7 separate regions of the Mus musculus genome follow, and all the other regions are linked to region 1. A link is a contact called in public promoter capture Hi-C data. All regions are on one chromosome and are shown on one strand. The core of a region is the stretch at or near the end of the contact, and the rest is flanking DNA. Distances in the headings are between cores, read along the strand shown.

Region 1 (3,945 bases), core at 1,223-3,722:
TACTTTGAAAATACTTTATTGAGCCTCCCCAGCACTCTGGAAGAAAAGAGGTAGAAGAGATCCGGGTGAGTTTAGTCTTAGTCAGTACAGAGATTCTGATCAGTCCAAGTTGTGAGTCTCAAAACAAACAAACAAGGAACTAGAAATGTGAGTGAGCAGTTAAGAGTACTGGCTGCTCTTCCAGAGGCCCTGAGTTTGGTTCCCAGCACCCACATGGTGGGTGGGCCATCTGAAACTTCAATACCAGATCTGCCCTCTTCTGGCCACCCAGGACAGCAGACATAGACATGGTGCATACACATATACAGGCAAAACACCCATACACAAATAAAATTTTTAAAAAAAACAGATTCAAAATAATTTTGAGGTGAGGTTGTTTGGGTTTGATCCCAGGGCCTGGCCCAAACTAGACAAGCACTCTGCCAGTAGGCTGCATTCCTAACTCATTTGTTTCATTTTATGTAAACAAGGTCACCCCAGTCTAGCCCAGAACTGGAGATCACGCTTCATTGTGTTTCTAGGGCTGGAATGCCAGAAAGAAGTAAGCAGCCCACCTGGCTTCTTTTTATTTTAATTTGGATCAAGGTCAAGTTAAATTATCCAGGCTAAACCAACTACATTCCTATAGCTTCAGTCCTCAGACGAGATGGGACTTGTAGTCCTGTGCCATAAAACCTCTTCAATCCCAACGCCAAGGAAGCAGCAGAGGCAGGCAGGTCTCTGTGAGTTTGAGGCCAGCCTGGTCTTCAATGCTAGTTCCAGGACAGCAGGGGGTACAAAAGAAACCCTGTCTCTGAAAAATTTAAAAAAAAAAAACAAAAACAAAAAGTGAAAGAAAGAAAACAAATCTCAATTTAGATCTCAAATTTCAAAACATTAACTTTTGTAAAATTTAAGGAATTTCAAGCTAATCAATCAAATGTAGAGTTAGAAGGTCAGGGGTTCAACTGAGACCAGCCCAAGCTTAACGAGACTCTGTCTTTAAGAAATTTTAAAGTCAGTGGGCAACACTAGCTAGACATGGTAGTGCATGCCTTAAAACCAAAGCCTTAAAACCAAATACTCAAGAAGCAGATGCAAATGGATCTCTGTGCATTCCAGGTCACCCAGGGCTACAGAGAAACTCTGCCTAAAAAAAAAAAAAAAAAAAAAAAGTAAGAATGTAAATGAATAAAATCCAAACTCTAAGAAGATGGAATTAAAAGGATCAGATAAGACTATGTCTTCAAAATAAAATGAAATGAAAATTTTAAAATGTGAAGTCAGATATGATGAGACTACATGTGAATTCTACCATATTCTGCATGTGACTCTGTCTCTAAAAAGAAAAATTAAAATAAGCCTTAAATATTGAATCATTAATTCAACATTCAGAGGGGTGAGGCAGTCTGAAGCCAACCTGAGCTAGACTAAGGCCCCATCTAAAAAAACAAAAACAAAAACAAAAAACAAAGAAAAAATTTAACTTGACACAAACCAAGGTATAATTCTAGATATTCCATTAACTTTCAGCTTGTAGTTCCAGCTTGGGGAGGCAGATGCAGAACTGCCAGGTAATTTAAAAGCACTCTTGGCTGATCTGCGTTCTAGGTGGGCCTGGGCAGCAAAGTAAGGTCATGCCTCAAATAAAATAAAATAATAAATGAAACCAGCAAATTAAGGTCGAAGATGATGGCAACCATCACTATTAGTAAACTCAATGCCTGCGATCTGTTCCTGGGAAGAGAAGAAATCAGAGTTCCTTTGGCATCTTGGGTCAAGTGGCCCTCAATCAAAACTGTGCCCTTCTGGAGGTGACTGACTTACCAGAAACAAGAACTGATGGCAGAACTCAGAATCCCAGCAGGCCCAGGCAGTCAGTCCAAGCTCGGACTCCAAGTGCTGGTGAGTGTCTTCCCGAGCTTCTCTAAAGCTTTTATAGCCATCTTCACTTCAAACTTCCGGCCTGAGGCGTTTTCATCCGTCTCGCACTTCCGGCCTGCAGCGTTTTCATCCGTATCTGTCTCGCACTTCCGGCCTGAAGTGTTTTAGCCGTATCCGGTCCCACACTTCCGGGTTCCGTTTTATACTTCCGGCCTGAAGCGGTTTTTATTTTTTTGTTTTTCGGCGGTTTGTTTTTTGTTTTTTGTTTTCTTTTTGGTCGCCCCTCCCCCGGCTCGGTCCGCGTATTCTGTCTCACATTTCCGGTTTGTAGTCCCGCCTGTCAACCACAAGCCGTCCTCTGATTGGATGACTGAGTTTCCGCCACGTCTGGGCGTTTTCTGTTTCTGTATTGATTGACAACATAGTCTCCGTGGAAAAGGAAAAAAAAAAAAGAAAGAAAGAAAAAAACAGCCGGGAAAACCGCGCACATCCGCGGAGAGGCAGATGCAGGCGGATCTCTGGGGAGGTAAAGCCAAATTCACGGAGATGAGGGAAAAAAATCCTGAAAGCCGCGGAAGCGGTTCACGCCCTTAATCCCAGAACTCCTGTGAGCGATTCAGGCGGATCCCTGTGACGTCCGGAGCAGCCTGCTCTACGTAGAGCTCCAATACAGCCAGGACTACATAGTGAAACTCTGACTCAAAAAATAATAATTTAAAAAAAAAAACTGAGATTCCGTGAAAGTCAAAAGCCGATGCGTTAATTCACTTCATTCAATTTGTTTTCTGTATTTGCTTTACTTATTTATTTTCTTGTTAATTCACTTGGTTCTGCATTTCTTTCATGAATGAAAAAATAATAAACTAAGGACATGGCTGCTTCTAAGTATGGTGGAGGAGGAGGTTTATTGTAGGGGAAAAGGGAAGCATAGGCAGACAGCTGGGGGAGTTCAGAGTGGACATAACCCCTGAGCCATAAGACCCGGGTGCTGTGGCCAAAAGGTAAAAAGGGGGCAGGTAACTAAAATGGCTGGGTTATATAGAGAAGGGCAACACAAGCTGGAGAATTTGGGGTAGAAGGTGGAGTGTGCCAGCCATACCCTGTAACAAGGGGTACTGGGAGAACGTGGCAGCCTGGTCCACATTGATATGTTAAATAGGCACCTCAGCCATTTATTTGAGACTTAGAGTTTCAGAGGTGGAATCTTGCTCAGTACCTAAGGTTGATTTGGAACTCCAACTCTTAGCCAGTCTCCAGTCTCCACCTTCCTCTGGGGTTGAGCCAAGAGGAAGTTGTGAGCCAACATACCTGGCGGAATTGTATTCATTTGTGGCCCACTTAGTTCTAAGTATGAGTCACTGGGGATAGGAGTTTTAATCTGTGCCTGACGAATAGACATTTCTTAAAGCTGATATTATTATTGGCAAAGTTACGAATATGTTCTGGATCAGGGCCTGAGCTGGATGCTCTCTACCAGTCATCTGCTGTGGCATCTTCTCAGAAGGCAGGAAGATGTTCCCATTAATACTGCAGTAAGTGGCCTGGGAAGAAAGCTCAGTTTATAGAACAGTTGCTGCCCAGTATTCTCAAAGGTGCACTGTCCAGCAAGCACTGCATGCACCAGACAGACACTGTGGGGCATACTTGTAATCTCAGAACTAAAAAGTTAAGAGTTAGGAGGATCAGTTCAAAGTCATTTTTCCCCAAGCTTCATTGCCGGCCCAGGCTATATAGACCCTTACTCTCAAACGATGAAGAAACTTGCCTTTGAGAACAAAGGTTTTCCACATTAGGTTTTCCAGAAGGTAGAAGATGCTTCAGAAAGTGTCAGCCAGCACACTGGCTAGAGAACATGCAATAGAGAGTGGGGGCTGTGGGGTGGGTGAAATGGCTCATAGGTAAGGAGACCTGCCACAGCACTAGACTATTGGGTTCAGTCACACACTTAAGTGCTGGAAGAAGAAAACTGACTCTTGGGCTTGCCCTCTGACCTCCACATACACCCACAGACATACAGAAAATACACATACTTTTTTTTAAAAAATGAAAAGGAAGGTAAAGCCAGAGTGATAGCTCAAGCTT
Region 2 (3,694 bases), core at 587-3,086, 1.8 Mb before region 1:
CCCGAACTTCACTTTTCACCTGTGATTTCTTAACATGGTTCCTGAGCAGACAGCATGATCCTGTTGCCTTGAGGAGCTCTGCTCGTTGCTTTGACAATGCTCTATTTACTAAAGAATACTTATAGAGTTCAAGACTCCAAAGCAGCAGTTCCCAACCTGTGGGTATGACCTCTTGGGTATCCCATATCAGATATTTACATTAAACTTATAACAGAAGCAAAATTACAGTTATGGGGTAGCAACAAAATAATTTTTTTTTGAGGCAGGGTTTATCTGTGTAGCTCACTTTGTACAGACTAGGCTGGCCTTGAACTTAAAGATCTGCCTGCCTCTGCCTTCTGAATGCTGGGATTAAATGTGTGTGCCAACATGCCCAGTGCAGTGAAATAATTTTATTGTTGGGTCACCAAAACATGAGAAAGAGTATTAAAAGGTCATAGCGTTAGGAAGGTTGAGAACCACTGCCCCAAAAGATAGTAGAAATAGGTAATAGCATTTTAAAAAAAGATTAATTTCTTTTTCCGTGTGTGTGTGTGTGTGTGTGTGTGTGTGTGTGTGTGTGTGTGTGTGTGTGTGTGAAGGGTGCTGAATTCCCTAAATCTGGGATTACAGACAATTGTGCCAAATGGGTATTGGGAACCAAAGTTGGGTTTTCTGAAAGAGCAGCAAGTGCCCTTAACTGCTGAGCCCTCTCTCTAGCTATAATAAACTTTTTTTTAAAAAAATTAAAAAAATTTAGCACTCTGCCAGGTGTGGTAAACGTCTTCAATCCCAGCACTTAGAAAGCAGAGGCAGCTGGATCTCGGTGGTTTAGAGGCCAGACTTGTCTCACAGTGAGTTCCAGGCCAGCCAAGACTACATAGTGAGTCCCTGACTTCAAATACATATAGCATTCTTGAGGCCAGAGAGCAGGCTTGGAGGATAAAGGGCCTTTCTGTTGAGGTTGGCAGCCTTTGTTTGGTCTCATGTCCCACATGATGGAAGGACAGAGCTGACTGACCTTCACTCATACACTCAACACACATACATAATAAACATAATTAATTTATTTAAAAAAAATATGTAGTATCCTTGGCTCAAACTGGAGCTCTTTTGGTAAAGTGTTTGTCTAGCATGCCCAAGGCAGTGGGTTCAATCCCCACCACTGCATTTACTGGGTAGCCTGTAATTCCAGCACTAGGAGGCAGAGGCAAAACAATCGAAAGTCAGTCATCCTTGGTTACAGGCCAGTTCAGAGACAGCTCGGGGTACCTGAGAACTTGCCTCTGAAAGGAGGAGGAGGAAGAGAGAAGGAGAAAAGAAGAAGAAGAAGAAGAAGAAAAAGACAACACTAACATTGGTTTTGTTGTTGTTGTTCTGTTTGGTCTTTTTTTTTGTTTTGGTTTTGTTTTGGTTTTTTGAGACAGGGTTTCTCTGTGTAGCCGTGGCTGTCCTGGAGCTCACTCCGTAGACCAGGCTGGCCTCAGACTCAGAAATCCTCCTGCCTCTGCCCGCTAAGTGCTGGGATTAAAGGCATGTGCCACCACTGCCCGGCTAGCATTGTTCTTTTGAGGAGACCTTTTATAGATCATCTGAGAGTTAGTGTAAGCTTTGTTTTAGAACATTGCAACATTGTATTAAAGCCGGACTCACAGATATTTAAGTGTTGCCTTAGTTACTTTCCTCTTTACAATGAGGAAATACACAACAAAAGCAACCTAAGGAAGAAAGCATTTTAGGTTTTGGTTTTGGCTTTGGTGTTGGCTTTTCAGCCCCTAGTTTGAGAGTCCAGGCCATCATGGAGGGGAAGACAGGCAGCAGGTGGCTGGCCACAACACATCCGGAGTCAGGAAGCAGAGGGGCAAATCCTGCTCAGCTTACTTTTTTTTTTCCATTTTGTTTAGTCTGTGACCCTAGGGCTTAGAGCAGTAGTTCTCAACCTGTGGGTCTCGACCCCCTTAGGAGTCTAATATGAGTTGTCCTGCATATCAGATGTTTACATCATGATTCATAATGGTAGCAACATTACAGTTATAAAGTAGCAACAAAATAATTTTAGGGCTGGGGGAGGGGTGTCACATAAAGGGCTGTGGCATTAGAAAAGTTAAGAATCACTGCCTTGCCAGGCATGGTGGCACATGCCTTTAATCCCAGCACTTGGGAGGCAGAGGCAGGCGAATTTCTGAGTTCAAGTCCAGCCTGGTCTACAGAGTGAATTCCAGGACAGCCAGGACTACACAGAGAAACCCTGTCCCAAAACCCAAAAAACAAAAAACAAAACAAAACAAAACAAAAACCACTGCCTTAGAGGGTGAGACTTCCCTTCTCTGTTAAAAACCCTAGAAGTTTCCTTTCACGGCTGCTCTGAACAGTCAAGTTTGACTGTGAAAGTTAACTGCAGAACCTCTCATTTCCTTTGATTTGCAGATATTATGCAAAAAGAAAAAAAAAGCTCATGAACTTTTTTGTTGGGGTTGGGGGTTAAGACAGGCTCTCACTTAGGGCGGGCGTGGTGGCTCATGCCTTTAATCCCAGCACTCGGGAGGCAGAGGCAGGTGGATTTCTGAGTTCAAGGCCAGCCTGGTCTACGAAGTGAGTTCCAGGACAGCCAGGACAATACAGAGAAACCCTGTCTCAAAAAAAAAAAAAAAAAAAAAAAAAAAAAAAAAAAAAAAACAACAAAACAAAACAAAAAGACAGGGTCTCACTATGTAATCTGGGTTGGCCTGAAACTCACTAAGTACACAAGGTTGGCCTCAAACTCAGAGATCTGAATGCTTCAGCCTCCAAAGGGCTGCCATAAAAGGCATGTGCCACCATACTCAGAACTTCATGAATTCTTTGTTGAAACTCTGGCACTGAGCATTGAAAAACCAAGAGTGTGGGTGTAGCTTGATTGCAGAGCACTTGTCTACATTCTTGGGGGGGGGGGAGGAAAGAAAGAAAGAGAGAAAGAGAGAGAGAAAGAGAGGAAGAGAGAAAGAGAGAGAGAAAGGGAAAAGAAATTATGACTCAATCATTGATATGATTTTTGAGACACAGTCTCATCCTCAGGATCACAGAGTAGCTAGACAGGCTAGCTCAGTCATCCCAAGGGAGTCAAAGCTCGTGAACCGCACAGCTAGTGAGGAACATGACCCCACAGCCTGCTCAGTGTGCCTTGTGAATCTAGCCCAGAGCATTTTTAAAGTACACCTCACAGCAAGCTACCTATTCTAGTAGAGGGACTCCATTTAAAAGAAGCACTTGGTAGGGGGCGGGACTTGAGAGTTACTTCATCCCTTAGGAGCACGGCTGTTTTTCCAGAGCACTGGGGTTCGAAATTTGATACCCACATGGTGGCTCAGAATCATCTGTAACTCCAGTTCCTGAAAATCTGATGCTATTGTGCAGCATTCCCCCCCCCCCTTCATTATTTTGTCAGGATATTTTATCAGAGCAACGGAAAAGAAAGCAAGACAAGCAAAAGTGCTGGAAGCATCCTGGGCTGGGCTCCTTCTCAAAAAGGTTCATGTTCCTGCCAGAGGTATGTCCACTGCCAGTAGCTAAAGTCACCTCTTATTGGTAATATATTCCACCCCGTGAACATGTGTGGTGACTCATAGCCACCTGTTACTCAGGTTCCAGGGGATATGCCACCCTCTTCTGGTCTCCAAGGGCACTGTGTGTGTGCTGTCCACATACATGCAGGCAAACATTCATACCCACTAAATAA
Region 3 (4,019 bases), core at 263-2,762, 1.8 Mb before region 1:
AGAAATCAGCACAAACAAGGTTTGTTTGCTGTTGGTTATATGTTGTGATCAGAGTATTTTGGTTCATCAGAGTGACTAAATTACTAAGCAATTTTCCCTTTATCTCTCCCCCCACCTTATTGTCATTGGTCCTAGGGACTTAATCCAGCATCACACATGGACTCTACTACTGAGCTATACCTTCCAGGCTCATCTCTTTTTTTTGTTTGTTTGTTTGTTTGTTTGTTTGTTTGTTTTTTGTGTTTTCGAGACAGGGTTTCTCTGTATAGCCCTGGCTGTCCTGGAACTCACTTTGTAGACCAGGCTGGCCTTGAACTCAGAAATCCACCTGCCTCTGCCTCCCAAGTGCTGGGATTAAAGGCGTGTGCCACCACGCCCGACTGGCTCATCTCTTTTGATATAGCAAGTAACAAATGAGTCTATTTGGGGCTGGCATTATACTTCTGTAGGACCGCACTGATCTAGGAGAACAGCATGCTAAGCAGAGAGAATGACGGATGCAAAGGACTGGAGGCAGGAACTGAAGCATTTTGTGAGTCAAGTGAACCAGAGAAAGCCATAGAAAGGGAATAAGACCAGACAAATTTTAGTGTGGCACAGTACAGAGGGTTTTTATTTTTTACTTGTTTTATTTTTGAGACAGTCTCAAGTAGCCCAGATTGGCCCCCAATTCATTACGTATCTTGAGAATGACCTTAGACACCTCATCTTCCTTTCTCTCTCTACCTCCTGAGCCCTGGGCTCAGTGTGTATGCTTACAAGTGTGTGCCACCATGCCTGGCTTTATATAGTGGTTCCTGCCTTCAAGAAGTATTGTGTGTGTATTTTGGGGGTGGAAAAGCGAGAGGATGGGGTTTGAGACAGGATATGGATGAACCCACTATGTAGCCCAAGCTGCCTTCCAACTATTAACTTTCCTGAATGCTCAGAAGGAGGTATTTTTTTAATTAAAATTTGCATTTATTCATTTTGTGTGTATATGTGGGCAGGCACACCTGTAGGTCAGAGGACACTTTGGGTGAATCAGTTCGCTCCTTCCACCACATGGGTGCTGGGAATTGGTCATCTGGCTTGGTTGCAAGGTCCTGTTCCAGCTGAGCTATCTTGACAGCCCAGGAGATGAATTTTAATACAAGTGTAGTGGGGGGAGTGGTTTAAGCAGGGCTAAAGGCATGGTTTGAATTACAGACTTCAGTGGCAGTCAAGGGGTCATTATTGGTGGTGGGATAAAAAGGCAGATGGAAAGCAGGGCGGTTTTGGAGGCACGATAATGTTTGAACTAGGATGATTTATATTCCTACACTGTCCCGGCTCTCAGTTTACCCATTTGTAAAACGGGGCTGATTGAGCTGTTGCTCATTAAGCCCCCAGCATACTGGGAGGCACCCGCCGCCCTTACAGGAACGGCTGCGGACGCTAGGGGGCGCCCCATCGACGGCTCGGTGCTCTGCTGGCCAGGCCCAGGTACGTAGCCACTCGATTGGTCGAGTCTAGCGCTCTAGTCACCGCCATTGAGGAGTGGCGGAGAGGAAGCACCTCGCAGAACCGGGCTTGGGCGGCAGCGACAGCGACAGCGGTAGCTACAGCTACAGCGACAGGTAGGGGGGCGGCGGTCAAGGCGGAGGACCTCAAGGAAAGCGGCCACGCGATCGACCTGGCTGTGCTCCGACGGCCCGACTCGGGGTCCGCGGCAGCCGGCCTCTCCCGGAGCCCGGGCGCCCTCGCGGGGACCCCGGAGCCCGAGAGTCGCTGGCACTTCAGGCCCGGGCTCGGGGCACCGGTCTCTGCAGCCTGGAGACACCACTGGATTTTGGGTGTCACGTCTCCCGAGGCTTGATTCCAACGTGCGAGTGTCTCTTCAGCACACCCCTAGTGGGGCGGCGTCCCTTCCCTCAGTGCCTCCATCCCCTCTGGGGTCACCTCTGGGTGGGGACATTAGGTTTGTCCCCAGGGTCCCTCTCTTCCCAACTTTTCCTTCTTGTAGGGGACACTCTTCGCCTCTCTTACCCCTAGAGAGCCATCTTCTCTAGGCTTGGTGGCTCTGTCCCCTGTTGCTGCCAGGCTTGGGGTTCTGACAGCAGACCGGAGATATGGAAAGGCCAGGGAAGCTTCGCGTTCCTGCGGAGCCCCCGGCCTGACACACACTTGGAGTTGTCCCCTTGTGGCAGAGCTCCTGGAATCCCTCAGCACTCAGCCCTAGCTGCCTGGCACAGGGATTCTCCAGGTCCAAATGCCAGTGCTTCCTATTCCCCGGTCTGGCCTCTTCTCGGGTGGGGCCTGGCTCAAGGTCATGTCCGGCTGTCTGCCCAGGCTGTGGGTTGAACCCAGATCCCTCAGTGTCACCTGCCACACCAGATAGGGGAAGCCAGGTGGGGGTTATTACCGGGCAGCTGCCTAGAAGTCCTGATGAGCATATAAATACTCTGGGATTCTGGCCAGCCTGGCGGACCTCCCTGAAACCAGATTCCTTAAGGGAATCCTTGAAGTGGCCTCAAGCCTGCTCTAGATGCTTAGTAGAGCTAATGGATGCTTTCTGGCTTGGGCCTCACACGGAGCAGAAGAACATCTGTAGGGCGCTAACAGCTCATGTGTACTTTTAAATGTGTACTTTGTGTTCTTCTACATCGAGAATAAGTATGGAAGGGGCAGAGCATGGGTACAAAACGACAATAGTTTCCTGGAAAAGTAAATTTATTTTACACTTATTTTATGTGTATTGGGGGCTGGAGGAGGGCAGCTGTCAGAAGACCACCTGTGGGAGTCTGTAGTCTCTTTTTAACCATATGGGTTCTGGGGTTTAAACTCAGTCTTGGTAGCGATTTCCTTCACCTCTGAGACACCATGCTAGCCCGACAGTAGTTTCTCTTTACTGGGAAAACATCTGGAGTTGGCATTTTAGGGAGAGTTGGCTTTTAGGGCTGAAATTAATGGCAATAACAAAAATAAAGATTACTTTAGCCTTGGCTTGGTGCCCAGGACTGTTTGAGGCTCACATAATAAAACAAGGTAGTCAGCTTCACATTGTGTTTTTAATAGATTTACCTTGTTGAAATGACAATAGAGAAACGTTTATTTACACTGTGAAGCATTTTTGATTAAAAATTTTTAAAAATTGTTTTTGTGACCTTGAAAGCAAATGCCGAGGAGTCCCCCTCCCCAGATTCTTGGCTTTATATCTGGAGCATAACCTACCCCCCCCAATTCTTTTGAAAGAAATAAGACAATAAAGTGCATTTTCTGCAAAATTAATATTGTTATTGAGACAGGGTCTCAATTTGTAGCTCTGGCTGGCCTGGAACCCCTATGTAAATGAGATGATCGTCCTTCCATTCAGAGATTGCCTACCTCTTCTTCCCTTGTGCTGGAATTAAAGGTGTAGATCATCACCCTGAAGAGTTAATTGATTTTTTTTTAACTGTCCCTGATTATAATTATGTCTTGCATAGACAAGTAAATATCTGCCTTCCTTTGAGGCTGGGTCAACTTTTAGGGGAGCTTTTGTTTTGGGTCTGTCTTATGTTGTTAGCTTTTTCCTTGGGGTGAGTGTATCTCCTGGCAGTAAGATAAATCACTAGTCATGGGGCAAAGTCCTTGGAAATGATCCTGAAAATAGTCTGGTTCCAAGTGGGACACATGCCACAGGAAATCTGGAATGGCTGGTGTGGTGGCTGGTGACCAACTTGATGGCCTAGGAGCAAGATTTACAGCTTAGAGTCCTTACTGGAGTCCATTAGACCAGTGATCTGAGAACCCAGCTAAACTTTTGTTTTGAGACAGGGTATATAGCCCCTGGCTGTTCTGGAACTGCTGTGTAGACCAGGCTGCCCTTAAACTCACAGATCCACCTGCTTCTGCCTGCCAGTACTGAGATAAAGGCCTGCATCGCCATTCTTGCCTCTCACTTAAACTTTTTTTTTCTTAATCTTTCTCATGCTCACTTAGAAAATATGTTTATTTTTGTGTGTATATATGCATTCGGGTCTGGGGGCGGTGTGCCCATACCACAGCATGCAAGTGGA
Region 4 (4,032 bases), core at 196-2,695, 1.9 Mb before region 1:
TGTGAAATGGAAAGTTCGTAGGGACTTTGGAAAATCCTGGTAGGAAGTGGCAGCTGGTGCCCTGTGGGAATCTCTAACAACACTGAAAGCTAGACTAAAATGTGGAAGCCAAAAGGCCCTTGCATCATTCTGGGCTTGAAAGAAGCCACTCTCCCATCTTTAGAGCACATAGGTAGCATGCCTGTTTTCTCGGTGTTGGTTTCTATGTTTGAAAACAAAGCAATACCAGACAAAAGCAGTGAGCACCTGCTAGTCAGTGCTCAGCAGTGACCATGTGCTGCCAGTACTCACAGAAGCAATCAGGAGAGCCTGGAGTCCGAGGAGCCCCACATTCGAACAGCAGCTTGGGGAATAGAATAAGGCAGACTTCAGGTGAGGCTCCAGGGTGCCAGCTATATCCACCAGGCAAAAAAGGGCAGGGATACCTGTGGATTGATTAACATATGCCCTAGTCTTCACATAGTTCGTTCACTGGTCAGTCCACCCACCTGCCTACCCATGCTCCATGCAGGCATCCACTAATCCATCTATTGCTTTATGCATCCATTTCCCCTTTACCCCATATCCATTCATTCCCTCATCTCATCAGTCCTCCCATCATCTACCTACTCATCCATCTACCCATCCATCCATATATCCATTACCTAATCTCTTCATTCATTCCCCAACCCTCCCACTCACTTAACCATTCACAGATATCTTTTCATCCATCCACCCATCCCTTCATTCTGTGACCCTCTCATCCATTTACCATCCGTCCACTTCATCACTCATTTGTTCTCTATTCACCTACCCCATCTGCCCATCCATCCTTCCTTGCTTCCATCCATCCATCCATCCATCCATCCATCCATCCATATTCCAATCCACGTGTTCTCTTTCCACTCATCCATCAATTCATCCATCCCCTCATCCATTTATGCATTTGTTCTCATCTTCCTCACCCATCTACCCATCCATCCATTCCCTCATCCTCCCACCCACACTTCCATCCATTTGTTCTCTATTCGCCCATTCATTCCCCGTGCAGGGCTGGCTTTACTTTACAGCAAATGTTACAATGAAGAAGTGCTCATTTTTCTCGAAACTCTCCTCACTCTGTCCCTTCCAAAGAATCCTGATGATGTGGGCTTAGAATCTCACCCTTCCTGGGGGTGGGGAATGGGGCTAGAGGCCTCAGGATTCTGTACCTCTCAGACTCCTGAGTCCTGTACCTTTAGAGCTGAGCCGGCTTCCCGGTTCCTCTTCAAATCCGGGGCGGATCATTCAAAACGCAGGGGAGCCCCCTGCGTGCGTGCGCTGTGGCTAGCCCTGAGTCATCTCTGCACGTGGTGGCCCCTTCTCTCTTAGGCTTCACAGGCAGGCAGATCGCTGCATCACAGGTGGTAAGAGGGTGGGGGAGGGAAGGATTAGGGCTGAACCCGAAGAAGGGTTAGGAAGGCGCAGTCACATTAGAAGTGATTTCACCGCGGGAGAGTCAGGGTGCCGGCAGGTGGCCAGGCGCTGGAGACTCGGGAAGCCAAGATGAGCGCCCTACTCACCGCAGCGGGGTTGCTGTTCCTGGGGATGCTTCAAGCCTTCCCAACGGTAAGGGAATGACAGTAGCCCCGGACACTGTGCGAGAGCAGTGGCTAGAGTAAAGGAGGACAAGGCAACCTCTCACCTTATTCCCCAACTCAAACTAGAGTGAGGGGGCACAGGAGGCAACTAAAATATGCAAGCATCCACAGGTGGGTGGATAACTGAAGAGTAAAGTTAGAGCTTCTCTCGTCACAAACGCAGGTAGTCGATAGTTGGGAGCAGTTTGCTCCTTCATTATCCGTGAGTTGAACCCGGAGCAAGAGAAAGCTGTTCCTTTCCTGTTCTGTTACTGCTGCCCCAGAGGGGGTCCTGGATAGAGAAACTTGAGTATGCCCTTGTTTTGCCAGAGGATGATAACGGGTTGTTTGTGCATCCGTAGGCTGGAAGGGCTGAGGAAAGAGAGGAGGGGGTGAATGAGAGCAAAGGTGGGGGTCTGGCCAGCTGGTGATGTGGGCTGGGTGCCCTGGAGCAAGCACATGGTGGATATTTGTCCCAGGAGCAAGTCAGTGCTGTCTCTGGTTCTATAGTTGAAAGCCCCAGAAATAAGTCTGGTCAATGAGTTAGGAAAACTGAACAATTCCTAGGGGCCAATGCCACACTAGGCATTAGTGTGTGGGAAGGAGACAGGACTTTGAAGAGCCACTCAGATAATCTTCTTTACGGAACCTAAGGTCTACATGGAAGAAAAAAGTGCATGGCTGAATGGTAGCTGGGGGAGGGAGACAAGGGACAGCAGCAGGCTTGCTGGACATGAGGTGTCTCTGCTAGAGAGGTGTGAAGACAAGGGAGGAGAGAGGGCAGGAGAGAGATGGTAGGAAGGTGTCCCTTTCATCTCCAGTGGGCAGTGTGACACCTGCCCTGCAGAGGGCAGAAGTGAGCAGAGGAGCCGTCCTACCCTACCTCACCCCCATGCCCGAAGCCCTCATTCGGGGAAGGTAAGAGTTTGGAGCAACAAGGACCCTGGAAGATGAAGGAAAAAGTAGGATGTGAAAGTGGGGAGGTTTGGTTTCTTTTCTCCTACTAAGTCGAAACATTTTTTGATCAGGGCATGGCACATTCTTACATGAGTATGTAGGTTTAAGGACAACTCTGGGAGTTGGTTCTCTCCTTTGACCCTGTGGGTTCCAGGAATAGAACTCAGGTCATCAGGTTTGGCAGCTAGTGCCTTTACCCACAGAACCATCTCACAGGCCTGTGAAAACATGTTTTACAATTAAAGCCGTGTACTTACTACTACCTGGAATGTGTGAAAATGCCCCCAAACAAAAAAGTATAAATGCTATGATAGAGCTAATTGTTTTATACCAATATCTTCTAAGCTGTAAGCATGTTCTTGTTTTACTGCTATTTACAGCATCTATAAAAGCATATCTGTATTTGGATCACTTTTATAGAAATATATAGGGGTTTCTCTTTTTATTTATTTATTTCAATTAATTAATTATTTTTCGAGACAGGATTTCTCTGCGTAGCCCTGGTTGTCCTGAGATTCACTCGGTAGAGCAGGATGGCCTTGAAATCACAGAGGTCAGCCTGCTTCTGTCTCCTGAGTGCTGAGATTAAAGGCATGTACTACCAACTGCTTTTTTTTTTTTTTTTTTTTTTTTTTGGACAAGGTCTCATGTAGCTCAGGTTGGCCCCCAGTTTGCTATGTAGCCAAGGATGGCCTTGAACTGGTCCTTCTCCTTCCACTTCCTGATTGCTTAGGTTGCAGGTATGCACTACCATATGCCATGTATGCAGTGTATGAGATTGAGCTTGGGGCTTTGGGTGTGCTAGGCAAGCACTCTACCAACTGGTCCACATGCTCAGTTTGTCTGTGTTTTTGTTTTGAGATAGGGTCTGTGTAACTCAGATTGGTCTTGAACTCACCCTGTAATCAAGGATGTCTGCAAACACCTAATCTTCCCACTGGTGAGTGCTCAGTATATTACAGGCATGTGCCATCACACCCAATTTTGTAATGTTTTGATTTAGCTTTTACAGTGTCTACAGTAGGTCTTCACATCCCTGGTGAATGAGCACTGAGATTCCCACCAGTGTCTTCTGGTTTGTTTTTATAAGCTGGAGTCTCACTATGTAGTCCCAGTTAGCCTGGAACTCGTTGTGTAGACCAGTCTGGTCTTGAACTGATACATCTGCCAGCTTCTGCCTCCCAAATGCTGAGAGTAAAGGCATGCGCCACCACGTGGCCCCAACATTGTCTTCTGTGTGTTTGCTGCCTGGGGAGGAAGAGTGGTTCTTTCCTAGAGAAGAGGTAAGAGAATACTGGTGGCTGACAGAGCAGATGTGCACTGAAATGAAATGGCATGCCTTCCAGTGTGCAAGACAATGTCTTTTCACACAACAGTGTAAGACAGTAGCAGCTTCCCACATCCTAACCGACGCTCGATCTTATCAATCTCTATTTTGTGGTCTTGAACGGACTGTATCCTTCTTATGTTAATTTGC
Region 5 (3,689 bases), core at 989-3,488, 1.9 Mb after region 1:
GCTCAGAAGTACTGTCTTAAAAACTGGGGTATGGCAGATGTGGAGATGGCTCCGTGGTTAGGACTCTTTCTATCCTTGCTCAAGACCGCGGTTCCAAACTGCCTATAACTCCAGCTCCACAAGACCCACACCCTTTCTGACCCGAAAGGACATATACACATAAATTTAAAAACCCACAGAACAAAAACAACAAAACATTGGGCACAATAAAAAACAGAGACCGGAGGATCTTTAGTTCAAATTTATCCTCAACTACAAAGCTGAGTTCAAGACCCGCTTGAGCTTCTTGAGTCTTTCTCAAAAACAGTGAAAAATTCTAAAGGAAATAGAATTTAAAATTCAATCAGACTCTCCTTGTCTGTGCAATGAAGTGCTGGGAAATCATTCTCGGAGTGTCAATACACCATATATGCCATATTATTCTAACGTCCCAGGATAAGATTTCACTGATGTCCTGGGGCTGCGACATAGAGAAACCCTGTCTCGAAAACCAACTAACCAAATAATGATTTGAATTGTTTTACTTGGTTACAAGACAAGAAAACATGGTGAACACAACATATTTTAAGTAATCACTACTAAAGGTTTCAGACTATTTATGTAATCTTAAAGACACAGTATACAGTTTTATAACTACCAAGCCCACCTATTCATGAAATTTGAAATCGAAACGCTTCTGCTAAATTTCTCTCATCTGGCAGTCATCAAAATCCCGATTGGTTCCTTCAACATGTTTTGACCTTTTCAGTCTGTCATCATAAGCTTTACCCCACTATTACAGAAAACATAAGCAGTCGCCATAATTACACATAGTGAGAAGACAAAAAAAGAGGTTTACTGTAGCCAAGACACAAATAGATGAGTCAGGACGGGCTGGTTCCTTTATGATACCAGGCTTTTGTGAAGAAAAACCACGTCAACCATTAGGGGGAAGAAAACTGCACAAAAGCTGGAAGTCAAATTTAGCAGCGTTTTTCAAGTTTTCTGGGTTTGCGAAATAGTGCCAGAATTTTCAGCATTACACACAACTAAGATTCGCATTTTTAAATATTCCTCAAGAAGACATTTGCTTTTTCGGAAAGTGAAAGGGCGATGGATGTCAGGCACGTATTTTATTATTTATTTTTAATAAACTCATAGCTTTTTGAAAATAAGTGGAAGTTAAATCGACAGAAGAAAGCCATCACAGCATATTTATTGTTCAGGCTTCTGGGTCAGGGAGAATGGGCCCTGAAAGCCTTGTGCTCCGAGGGCCAGCCAATGGAAGCCGAGCTCTCAGCGCTCCTCCACCTCGTGGGCTGCACGAGCCCCGCCTCCTGGTGCTAGGTTCCGCGGAGTTTCGGCACCTTTGTTGCTTTCGGGACCGAACTTGACTTTGTTTGCAGAGGTGGAGGATGCCGAGCCCGGTTCGCCCGTAAGCCGCTTCCCACGGCGGCGATTTAAGTTTCCCCACGCAGGATGTCATCCCTCGCACGGGGGGACACACCCCGCTTCCGATGGGCTCCCGGATCCCGCACGCCCTGGGGCTGCCTCTCCCGGTTCACACGCTGCTGCTGCTGCGGCGCCGGCGGCGGCTGCAGAGCCCGAGGGGCCTCGCGACCCCCAGGCGGAGAACAAAGGGGGCCGGGGCCGCGCCCGCCGCCGGCCACGCCCATCGCGAGCCGCGGGGCCGCGCCCCGAGCCCCTCCCCCGCCCCCGGGCCGCGCAAAATGGCGGCCGCGCTACAAAATGGCAGCCGGGCGGGCCGTGGCGTGGGGACGCTGTCCCCGCGCGCGGCCGGGGTTCCTTCCCACGCTGTCCATGAGCTCGCGCGCGTGTGCGCGTCACATCCCCGTGAACCCCGGGGGCCCCCCGAGTGTAGACGGGCAGGTCAGAGCGCACACGGGAGCGGAGCTAAGGAGGACGGGGTTCGGGGACCCCTGACCTAGCGCCTCCCTGCCACTCCCAAGCCCCGGCGGCTGCGCCTCCATCTTTTCAATGTCCCCGCCATTCCGCGTCTCCCAGTCCGCTCCCTTGTCCCCACGCTTCCTCCTTGGATGGGAGTGTGTCGTCGGTCGTGGGCTCGGCTAAGGCCGTGTACTTTTTGTTGGGACTTTTCGCTGTCTTCTCTCAGAAAATGGCTCGCTTTCCATTCATCCCCTCAGGTTCCCTTTGTAGCCCTCTTTCCAGAAACTTCTCAGGGTAGCTCGGCCAGCAGCGGCGGCGAGCTCCGCGGCCTTCTCCACCCTTCACTGTCATCCCACCCCGCGCATGCGCCTGGCGGCGGCGGGCCGCGGCCCAGGCGCGCGCCCGGGAGACTGTGAGAGTGGCGCGGGCGCGCGCGGGTCCGCGGGGGCGGTGCTCTCTCACAATGGAAAGGTTGCCTCCCCCTCCAACGTTTCCCTCCGCGGCGAGCGCAAGCGCACTCGGGCGACCTCGCGTTCCTTGGAGGGGCTGGGAGGAGGGAGAGAAATGGGTGGCCTTGCCGCGCGCGTGCGCAGTTCGGCGCCGTGCATTTTTTTTTTTTTCCGCGTTGCCTGTGTGATGAGAAGTGGATCTGAGGACCTTCTTGTCCTGTCCTCCTTTCTCAACCCCCCCTCCCCCCCCCCCCAGTCTCGAAAACGGGTCCCTCCGGCTTGGAGGCAGGCCGGACAAAGCCGAGGCAGTGGGGTCGTCTTGCCCACCCTCTCCCGATCCACGTTTGAGAGTTTCCCGATGGACCTGGAGACCCTGCAGGCCCCGGGTGTTGGGCTGCCGCATTGTTCTCGCCTGGAAAGCGGAGGCGAAGGTGCCCTTGCTGGCGGGCCGCGTGTGCAGACGGAGCTCGCCGGGCCGCTCGGGTTCCCTTCGCCGTGGGCTTGCGCCGCGGTGACCACAGTGACCGCGATCGCACTTCCCAAGAAGTGTAGTGGAAAGGACTGTCAGGGCTGTGGGTTCCTGGGGGTGGGGGGCGGGGAAACTAAGAAACCCAAAACCCCACTTGTCATGGAGCCCACCTATGTGAACCCAGAGTTTGAAGGGCAGCCAGAGAAATTGCCTCTCGGGTTATTAGTGTGGGGCGGAGTGTGAGCCAGGAGTCTCCGTGAAGAAAGCACGCTGGTTGTGACAGCCCCACGTCGGGGAGACCCCAGGCTGCCCTTGGCCCTGCTGCTCCCCGGCGTGGGGTGGCGTGGGGGTGGCGGAGCGGCCTGCAGGTGTGTGAGCGCCCTTGACCTCTGTGAGGTCACCCGCCCGGGCTCTGGGCGGAGCCGGATCCGCCTTCCCGGTGGGAACCATGAGCTGGTGACCGGTTCCTCCCGGAACCATTAGTGTGGAAAGCCAGGCTAGAGGTAGAATTCTAGCAAAGCTGTAATACACGGGTTGCAAATGAACACTGAGTCATACAGTCTGTAAATTTGGAGAATCCCTGCCGCACGTTTCTCTGAACAGAAATTATATTTAATAGGGTCTTTCAAATCATTTTTCCACCAGTAGGAAAATAAAGCAAATACTGAGTTGGTTTTTTTAAAGTGTCCTAAAACATTAAAAAAAATTTTGGGGGGATTACATTGTTGAATAACTAGGATTTTTAGAAATATCCTTTACCATTTTTGTTTTGTTTTGTTTTTTAAGTTAGCTGCTCACAATGTAGCTCTGGCTGGCTGAGCTAGGCTGGTCCCTCCTCCAGGTGTTGCAAGTACCAAACTGATCTTAAGGGGAAATGTCCTTTC
Region 6 (3,957 bases), core at 795-3,294, 1.8 Mb before region 1:
GTGTTCCCTAGGCACCAAGGGAATAGCCAGAACAGGATGGTGTACCTGTGTCCTAGAGGAGTATATAATGTGACAGAGTGAACAGTGACTGGGCTGTGTAGGAGCTCCTTGACTTTGAAGGTAACTAAACTGGGTTTGAAACAACACTACTCCCTCCTAGCTGTGAAAGGTCCTATAAAACTTCATCTCCCCCCACCCCTGCTCCTGCAAGACCACATGTACCAGCAGACATATGTTGCTGACCCTGAGTAGTCTTCCAGTAACTGCTGGTTTCACAACTACTAAGTGTTATCAGTGTGAATAGCAAGTGATCCCTGGTGAAGATTTGCAAGGCACCTGCACAGGTGCTAAGTTAGCTGTCAGGGATTGGGCGGGGGGGGGGGTTGGGGGGTGGAGGTGGGCTGTCAGGCTGTACTATTTTCACAGAATAACAGCTGATGCTATATCGTAAGTAGCATTTTAAAAAATCATCAGGGTAGAGCTGCTGTGATTGCTATTGGCGGCTTTATAAGAAGAAAAAGAGAAACACAAACACACACACAAACACACACACACACACACACACACACACACACACACACACACACACACACCATCCGTATCTCTTACTATGTAGTTTTTGCCACCAAGGCTATCGTCAGCTATGTTCCATTAACGTTGGATGAGAACCATGAAACGAAGTCACCCCGTTCTCTTCAAAGTGTATGACATGTGTGATGCTGAACCGCAGAATACAGACTAAGTTAGGAACCAGCCTATGGTCTCCCACATGTGATTCTTGGTGGCATTGTTACCTGCCTGGAGAGAATGAGTAAATTGGACCCACTGGGCAGAATCCAGGGCAGACCACTGAATCTTGCTTCTGACAGGTGACACTGGCTTTCAGCTTTCTCAGATAGACCAGAGCACCTCCTCCACATGTCTTCCACAGGAGGCTTAAAGACCAGAACCCTCCCTGCCTGCTCAGTGGCTACCCCTCTTCAGGGTTGAGGTTTTGAGCTGAGACCTATGTCTCAGAAACATGTGAGAACCAGGTGATTTCCCAGGCTCCTGACCAGCAGGTGGGATTTTCCATCCTCCCAAGGGTCACTTCCCAGTTTCTCCCCCAGCACCTAAAAGTACCGTCCTTGAGGTGGCCCTCACAAGGGCCAGTGGCTGCGGGTCTCTCAGTATCTCAATCAGCCTACAGTAAGAGTGTATGTGTCCATGAGGAGGGACAGAATAGTTGCCTGCCTCCCTACCCACCCTACCTCTCCAAATACTCCATATTCAGGGCTGTAGGGATATGCACTGTCCTTGGGAGCTTGCTGATGAGGTCAGTTCTAGGAAGCAAGACTTTCTGGATGGTTTTCTTCCTCGATTTCTGTTTACCTATCAGCCAAGAGAACTCAGAAAAAGAGGACTGCTCTTACTTAGGGTTCCAAGTATGTTTAAGGAAAAAATGAAACATATTAAAAAGAGCTATACCTATGCAATGCTGCTTATACTATGCCTGTACACTCCGAGTAAGCAGACATATGCTGCACATTATAGGAGCCATATTATATAGCTCATATTAATAAGCTCCATGAGAAGATGCAAACATTCATGTGGAGTTAGCCTGGCTCTAGAGTCTAAATGAGTGAATTATCTAGAAGGCTTTGGTTCTCCTGAGCGGTGCCAACTTTGGGACTGCTTTCCCCCCATGTCCTACCACGAAGAGTAGGAAGTCCATGAGATCTGGGACGGGCTGATGGTGACAAATTAGCTGGGGGAGGCCCAATCAGGGCACCCAGTCACGAATATAGTGGACACCTGCGCCAGTCTCTTCCCCACCACTGGAAGGGTGTCTCGAAGAGGAAGGAGTGATAGAAGCGCATTCATTCCCGGAAGAGATGCTGGAGAAAGAGGCCCAGAGATGCCAGGGAATCACAGGTGGAGGTGTCCTGCGAGGGGCGAGGACTCTGTGTAAAGAGGCGTGTCCTCAGGGCGCGGCCCCGCCCATTCCCGCCCTCCCCCCACCCCCTGGTCTGCCCTAGCTCCTGGCCTGAGGGTTTCGCTTTCAGTCACCAGCTAGAGCGCAGCTGAGGCACTAGAGCTCCAGGCACAAGGGCGGGAGCCACCGCTGCCCCTATGGCGCCCGCCGCCCTCTGGGTCGCGCTGGTCTTCGAACTGCAGCTGTGGGCCACCGGGCACACAGTGCCCGCCCAGGTGGGTGACTCTTGGGGTCACGGGGGACAGCTGCGCATCACAAAGTGCCCATTCCAGCTACTGCTACTGCACAATTCCGGGACAGCATGAGAGGCCATCACGTCCCCAGCAGACACGCGCCACGCGCCTCTGGGGACCCACTGGGGACCCGAGGTCTGGCCCGTTGGGATCCTGGGGTGGTACTCGGTTCCCGACAGCCTTATGTTCCAGAAATACCCAGTGGCTTTCTCCGCGAGCTTGATCAGGGCTCGAATAACACCCAGCAGGGCTCAGGAACACTGTTCATCCTTGCGAAATCCCTTCTGTCCCGCGGTCTCGAGGCGGGAAGGACCAGGGCCACTGCCCCATTGCTTGAGCGGGTTGTGTCGTCTGAAGACTTCCTTCTCTGCGCCATGGTCTGTCTCTTTCTTAGAAACCCTGGGATTACTAGATGTTGGCGGGGCCAGGAGTCTAAGTAAGCGCCTAGTATAAGAGACCGATGGGGAGTGAGTCACTTCTCTGTCACTAGATTGCTTCCATGGATCCGCCTTGCTGTGTTCAGGGGACGTTTCAGAATGTTCTCAGTGTAGTGGCAGAGAGGGCAGCTACCCCAAGGAACCTCGGGAAAATGGACCGATTAAAGATCCCAGTATCCGGTATTCACATTGCCCCCCTCCCCCCCCCTTCCTGCCTCCATTGATCGAAGACAGGGTAAAAAAAGGCAGATTACAGGTACGGAAAAATGAGGAGGCTCAGAGAAATTACCTTTTTTGAAGGATTTAAAGGGAGCTTGCTGCACTGACATGCCTTTGCTTGGTTCCATGTATGCTCTCTGCCTCCTGAGCCCACCTTGATGGACAGGGTGTGCTTACCTGACTGCAGGGGAGTAGAGTGGAAGGTGGCTTCTGTTGCGTCCGGAGGTGATATTCAATGGTCCTGGGATGCAAAGGAATGGACTCATCCTTGGTGGGTGTAGGTCCTCAGGGAGGTGTCAAGGATGGACTCTGGGTCAGGACAGTCCCAGTTCTGAGGGCGGAGTGTGAATGTGCATGGTTGTGGTCAGGAGCCTGAGTGGGGATTGTGCTCTGAGCTCCAAGGAAGGATAGGTCTTTGGGCACTGAGCTGGGGTCTGTCCCTGGGGACAGACAGAGCACAGGAGCTTCTGTACCGGATGGGACACGCAAGGCTTTGTGGGATCCACAGTGGTTTGGCTGAAGGTGTTTCCCTCAGACTTCCTTCCATACCTGACCAGTCCCAGGTCAGCTTAGACCTTCTACTACTGTTGCGTGGACTCTTAGCTAGTCTGCCTGTGTTCTAACTCCCACAAATCCTCCTTTGACAGAGAGACCTTGCTCAAGCCCAGACACCTCTATCTGGGAAGCCTTTGTAGCTCCTAGTGGTGGAGGCAGAACCCTTCCTTACCTTCAAGGTATTCCAGGCCAGATGGACATATCTGTGTTGCCTGCTCACATGAACCTATGCTCTGTGAAGCTGATGACTAGGTGTCTACCACTGTGCGTGTATGACCCCTGCACACACATTGTCCATATTACAGATCTCTCAACACTTCTGAGTCTTTTGTAAATGCCAGGTCACCAGAAAGGCCTGTACACATCCCCCCACCTAGACATGACCTGCTCTATAGAGCACAGATTCCATGCTACTTTTTATTCTCTGTCCCTCAAGGGTAGAAGGGACCCTTAACACAGAACTGTGCAAGCCTTCTCTTGATTGATTCCAAAGAAGCTCCTGGTTTGGGACACTCAAGTGCCAGATACTGTGTTGGGC
Region 7 (4,112 bases), core at 162-2,661, 1.9 Mb before region 1:
TTCTCTTCTCTTCTCTTCTCTTCTCTTCTCTTCTCTTCTCTTCTCTTCCTCTTCCTCTTCCTCTTCCTCTTCCTCTTCTCTTTCCTTTCCCTTCTCCCTCCCTCCCTCCCTTCCTTCTTTTCTTCCTTCCTTCATTCCTTCCTTCCTTCCTTCCTTCCTTCCTCCCTCCCTTCCTCCCTCCCTCCCTCCCTCCCTCCCTCCCTCCCTCCCTCCCTCCCTTCCTTCCTTCCTTCTTTTTTGGTTTTTTTGAGACAGGATTTTTCCATGTAGTCCTGGCTGTCCTAAAATTCACTCTGTAGACCAGACCACCCTCAAACACACAGACCCACCTGCCTCTGTCTCCTTAGTGCTGGAACTAGAAGTGCCGTCATACCTGGTCAGAATGGGTTTTTTTGATGTGTCCCAATAACATTTTTGGCTTGGATCCCATGCTTCCATTGGTCACCAGATCTGTGGTTCTCCTCTCATCTTGGTCAGTTCCCAATTATTCCTTGGGTATCAAAGCCTTCACACTAGGGAGAGTCATGAGCTGATCTGGCCTGTAGTCCTGATCTTGGGTCTTGACCTCTAGTACAAACTACAAGAATGGACTTGGGCCATCAGTCTTTGATGCTGAGATCTTTGGGGAGCTTCCTGCCACACTTCCATCTGTCATTTTCCTGGCACTGTGTATTTGGAGCACTCTTGCAAACCCATCAGCCAAGCCACACCTTGATAATGCCTTGGTAATGACTGGTAAAGGAGGGTTTAGAGATTTGTCAATAACCTGCTCTGCTTTTAATCAAGGTTTGTTTTCTTGTTAGTGTATGTATATCTGTGTGCATTCATAGGTTTCTTTCATTATTTTAATGTTGCCATCATTGTAGCAAATTCTTAACCACTGTCCCAGAGCTGGGTAGCAGGAATCCCTCCAGACATGTCCTTTTGTGTTGCGGGTACCATTTTGGTTTTGTTTTTCATTTTTTGAGACAGGGTCTCATGTAGCCCAGATGTCCTCAAATATGTCCTGTAGCTGAGACTAGCCTTGAACTTCTTGTTGTATATGTGTGTCAGGGGGAGGATTGTTGTTGTTTTGTTTTGTAGGGTTTTTATGTTTGTTTGTTTGTTGTTTGTTTTTTGAGAGATGTTCTCACTATGTAACCCTGGCCAGCACGAATACACAGAGATCCACCTGCCTTTGCTTCTCGTGCACTTGGTACTCCAACATGCTATTTTGAGGTGCTGGGGATTGTCCTTTTTTTTCGGGAGCCCTTCCAGGTCATCTCTCCACCTAGGGAGTCTATTTACTGAGTCTACTGGTCCCAATTGCAAACTTCTACGTCAGAGCTGTCCTGCCTCCCACAGCTCTGCCATGGGACTGAGAGTTCAGAGTAGGAACAGAGCTTTAAATCTCTGGCACTCATGAATCTCCAAGCGTGGCCTTTGGAGCGGATCAGTGATCAGCCAGCTGAGCCCGGGGCCACTGCTGTACAGTCTGTCCTGGACTTGGGCCCTGGGGTTCGGAATAGATTTACAAGTAGATTGTGATTATTCCAAAAAGCAAGGAAACCAACAAATGAGGACAAGCAGGCTAACGCAATCGTTATTTTTTAAGGGAAGAGCCTTGGGCAATCTGAACTCTGCCCTTGGCAAGTTCTACTTTGGGTCTTTCTCAGAGAATTCACAGGCTGTAACAGGGCAGGCTGTTGGCAGAGGATGAGGCCCTCTAGATTCTGCCCTCTATTTTTTTTAATGTAACTCTTTTTTTTTTTTTTTTTTTTTTGGCTTTTCGAGACAGGGTTTGTCTGTGTAGCCCTCGATGTCCTGGAACTTGATTTTTAGACCAAACTGACCTTGAACTCAAAGATTAGCCTGCCTATGCCTCCCTCTGTAGTGCTGGGATCAAAGGTGTCAAAGGTCGCCACTGCCCAGCTTTAGATTCTGCTTTTTTTTTTTTCACCTTGATGTAAATACATGCTTGTTTCTGAAAGTTAGAATCTATACATTTTTTTCTCCTGTCATAGAAAATCTAAACTGTGTTAGCAAACCTGGGGCCTCTTACAGGGGGTCCTCAGCCCCTTGGTAATCATTTAGCTTGGAAAAATCCTAATGAGGCTTCACTTTTTAGAAGAATTTTAGGATAAGAGGAATCCGTTCCTTCCATCTCTGACACTGTGCGGTCAGTCCCATCACAAAGCTGCAAGAGGCAGGAGAGCCCCCAACACAGAAATCTGCTTTTGGAGACCTAACAGACTTAATCAATGGGTTCCCTAGGTGGAGAGACGGCCTGGAAAGGCTCCAGAAAAGAGGACAATCATCAGAACCTCAAAATGTGTAGTGGGACACACCCGGAGTTCCAGCTCTTGGGAGACAGAGGCAGCTGGTTTGTGCCTTTAATCCCCGCAGAGGCAAGTGGATCTCTGTGTGTTCACAGCAGCCAGGGCTACATAGTGAGAACCTGTTTCAAACTCAGATGTGATGGTGCCATTTGTAATATCAGCACTTGGGAGTAAGGGAGAGAGAGATCGGGAGTTCAAGATCATCCTTGGACAAGTTCGAGGCCAGTGTTTTACGCCTCTCCTCAAACTGAGAAAATAATGGAGTCCCAATGTGGCCATGCCCAAATGATTTTATTATTGACTTCTTCTAATGGGGTTACATATTAGCACATTTAAAGAAATAAACAGTAATTATCATTTTAATTTTTAACTATTTAAAGTGTATATGAGCATTTGCTTGCATGTATGTAACACCACAAGCATGGTGCCCACTGAGGCCAGAAGAGGGCACTGGATCCATTGAAATTGGAGTTACAGAGGTTGTGAGCGGATGCTGGGAACCGAATCTAGATCCTCCTGAAGAGCAGCCAGTGCTCTTAATGTCTCAGCCACCTCTCCAGCCTCAAAATATTGTGATTAAACAACAAAAGACACACTTATTATTTCTTTACTTGGTTTCTTTTTAAGGTGCCAGGGACCCTTCTTATATTCAGTCAGACATCTCCTTATGCTCCCCTGTGAAAGCTTCTTAGACTTTTGACCTAAGTGGCCTTTGACAGCACTGGTCAGACATTTTGCAGGATTTTGCCTGTTGGGATTTATCTAAAATTCTTTTGCACAATGAGAACAGGGTTCTGGATTTGGGGACAGAAAACCTTAGCGCACAGAGCCCTGTCATCACACCCTGTTCTCCAGGTGGCTAATCACAGGAACCCTACTGTGTGTGTGTTGGGTGTTGGGGGGAGAGAACACATGGATGAGTTCATGGTGTGAATAGAGTCCTGGCCTTCACATATGAGAGACAATTGCTCTACCACTAATGCCTCCCTGACTCTCACCTCCTGCCCCATCTGCTATTTTGAGATCTCTATCTTCATAAACCCTCTCCAGAGTTAGCCAGGTTTGTCCCATTTCCCATATAAAAAGGCTGAATCTTAGAGGAAGTAGGGCTAGTTTCCCTCCAGTGAAGTATTGTGATGGATGGCTCAGCAACAGTATTGTTTGGCATTTGGCATCTTTCCAATTTTAAAGTAATTATAAACACTCCTGCGTTTGTCTTCATTTGTGTGACTTCCCAAGGGTGTGGTCCATATCGGGCAGGGAGGGGCCATGATTCAAAGGTCACAAGGGTTTTAGCCAAAAGACCCTGTAAAGAGATGGTACCTACTTACAGTGTTTCAGCTTCTAGCCTACCTGCTTTTTTCTCAAGACAGAGTTTATTCTCTTGCTTCTTTAGCACACATTTTTTTTTCTTCCCCAGGCTCCCACAATGTCTTGGCACCACATGTTAGTTGGCTGATTGCAAAACTCAAGGTTGTTTCCAAAGGATAAAGATTTAGTTTTACTGATAAAACTTTTAAAATGACCACTTAAACCCTGTCTCACAAGACAAAAATCCAACAAATAAAATGAGCAAATCCTGGGCTGAAGAGATGTCTCAGTGCTTAGGAGTGTTGGCTGCTCTTTTAAAGGACTCTGGCGGATCCAATTCCTAGCACCCTAATGGTTGCTCACAGTTGTCTATAACTCTAGTTCCAGGGTATCTAAAACCCTCTTTTCATTTCCATGGGTACCAGACATACATATGGTGCACAAACACACAGGCAGGCAAAGCACTCGCACATGTAATATAAT

Evidence for each region. Promoter capture Hi-C pulls out the DNA fragments that hold promoters and counts their contacts.
Region 2: a contact with region 1 is called in a promoter capture Hi-C map of pre-B cells. The contact joins the enhancer-like site here to the promoter of Pramel12 in region 1. A contact is called at or near these places in 8 of 39 promoter capture datasets (the 3T3-L1 cell line, 3T3-L1-derived adipocytes, the C10 cell line and 5 more) and 2 of 115 datasets of contacts at active chromatin or transcription factors (astrocytes and large pre-B cells).
Region 3: a contact with region 1 is called in a promoter capture Hi-C map of pre-B cells, with 6 times the contacts expected there. The contact joins the promoter of Vps13d here to the promoter of Pramel12 in region 1. A contact is called at or near these places in 7 of 39 promoter capture datasets (the C10 cell line, cranial neural crest, embryonic stem cells and 4 more), 2 of 484 Hi-C or Micro-C datasets (CD4 T cells and cardiomyocytes) and 4 of 115 datasets of contacts at active chromatin or transcription factors (astrocytes, microglia, pro-B cells and 1 more).
Region 4: a contact with region 1 is called in a promoter capture Hi-C map of pre-B cells. The contact joins the promoter of Tnfrsf8 here to the promoter of Pramel12 in region 1. A contact is called at or near these places in 6 of 39 promoter capture datasets (the C10 cell line, cranial neural crest, frontonasal cranial neural crest and 3 more), 2 of 484 Hi-C or Micro-C datasets (B cells and cortical neurons) and 2 of 115 datasets of contacts at active chromatin or transcription factors (embryonic stem cells and thymic regulatory T cells).
Region 5: a promoter capture Hi-C map of pre-B cells shows a contact between it and region 1. The contact joins the promoter of B330016D10Rik here to the promoter of Pramel12 in region 1. A contact is called at or near these places in 3 of 39 promoter capture datasets (3T3-L1-derived adipocytes, the C10 cell line and pre-B cells).
Region 6: a promoter capture Hi-C map of pre-B cells shows a contact between it and region 1. The contact joins the promoter of Tnfrsf1b here to the promoter of Pramel12 in region 1. A contact is called at or near these places in 9 of 39 promoter capture datasets (the 3T3-L1 cell line, 3T3-L1-derived adipocytes, the C10 cell line and 4 more), 2 of 484 Hi-C or Micro-C datasets (B cells and CD4 T cells) and 1 of 115 datasets of contacts at active chromatin or transcription factors (regulatory T cells).
Region 7: a promoter capture Hi-C map of liver shows a contact between it and region 1, with 2.4 times the contacts expected there. The contact joins the enhancer-like site here to the promoter of Pramel12 in region 1. A contact is called at or near these places in 8 of 39 promoter capture datasets (the 3T3-L1 cell line, cranial neural crest, frontonasal cranial neural crest and 5 more), 1 of 484 Hi-C or Micro-C datasets (CD4 T cells) and 2 of 115 datasets of contacts at active chromatin or transcription factors (embryonic forebrain and embryonic stem cells).

What each region holds. Positions count from the first base shown.
Region 1 is chr4:143,410,953-143,414,897 of GRCm38.p6, reverse strand. Pramel12 (PRAME like 12) reads right to left here and starts at 2,472. Exons shown (of 5, transcript NM_172877.3): 1 at 1,807-2,472.
Region 2 is chr4:145,209,418-145,213,111 of GRCm38.p6, reverse strand. It overlaps Tnfrsf1b (tumor necrosis factor receptor superfamily, member 1b), which reads left to right. Exons shown (of 10, transcript NM_011610.3): 10 at 1-744. Among named protein-coding and RNA genes, the nearest start is that of Vps13d, 16 kb to the right of the region's middle. Within about 2 kb of position 1,836, at least 61 of the 459 cell types and tissues checked have an H3K27ac peak or open chromatin away from gene starts, as enhancers often do. A contact at or near this core is called in pre-B cells, where this site is marked.
Region 3 is chr4:145,192,498-145,196,516 of GRCm38.p6, reverse strand. It overlaps Vps13d (vacuolar protein sorting 13D), which reads left to right and starts at 1,512. Exons shown (of 70, transcript NM_001276465.1): 1 at 1,512-1,598.
Region 4 is chr4:145,312,577-145,316,608 of GRCm38.p6, reverse strand. Tnfrsf8 (tumor necrosis factor receptor superfamily, member 8) reads left to right here and starts at 1,445. Exons shown (of 13, transcript NM_009401.3): 1 at 1,445-1,587. The coding sequence starts at 1,525.
Region 5 is chr4:141,544,711-141,548,399 of GRCm38.p6, reverse strand. It overlaps B330016D10Rik (RIKEN cDNA B330016D10 gene), which reads right to left and starts at 2,238. Exons shown (of 1, transcript NR_030695.1): 1 at 87-2,238.
Region 6 is chr4:145,244,957-145,248,913 of GRCm38.p6, reverse strand. Tnfrsf1b (tumor necrosis factor receptor superfamily, member 1b) reads left to right here and starts at 2,044. Exons shown (of 10, transcript NM_011610.3): 1 at 2,044-2,190. The coding sequence starts at 2,113. It overlaps Gm36233 (a long non-coding RNA gene), which reads left to right. Exons shown (of 3, transcript XR_001784499.2): 3 at 12-116.
Region 7 is chr4:145,278,575-145,282,686 of GRCm38.p6, reverse strand. The region is part of intron 10 of Tnfrsf8 (tumor necrosis factor receptor superfamily, member 8); the gene reads left to right. Among named protein-coding and RNA genes, the nearest start is that of Gm36233, 16 kb to the right of the region's middle. Within about 2 kb of position 1,411, at least 23 of the 459 cell types and tissues checked have an H3K27ac peak or open chromatin away from gene starts, as enhancers often do. A contact at or near this core is called in liver, where this site is marked.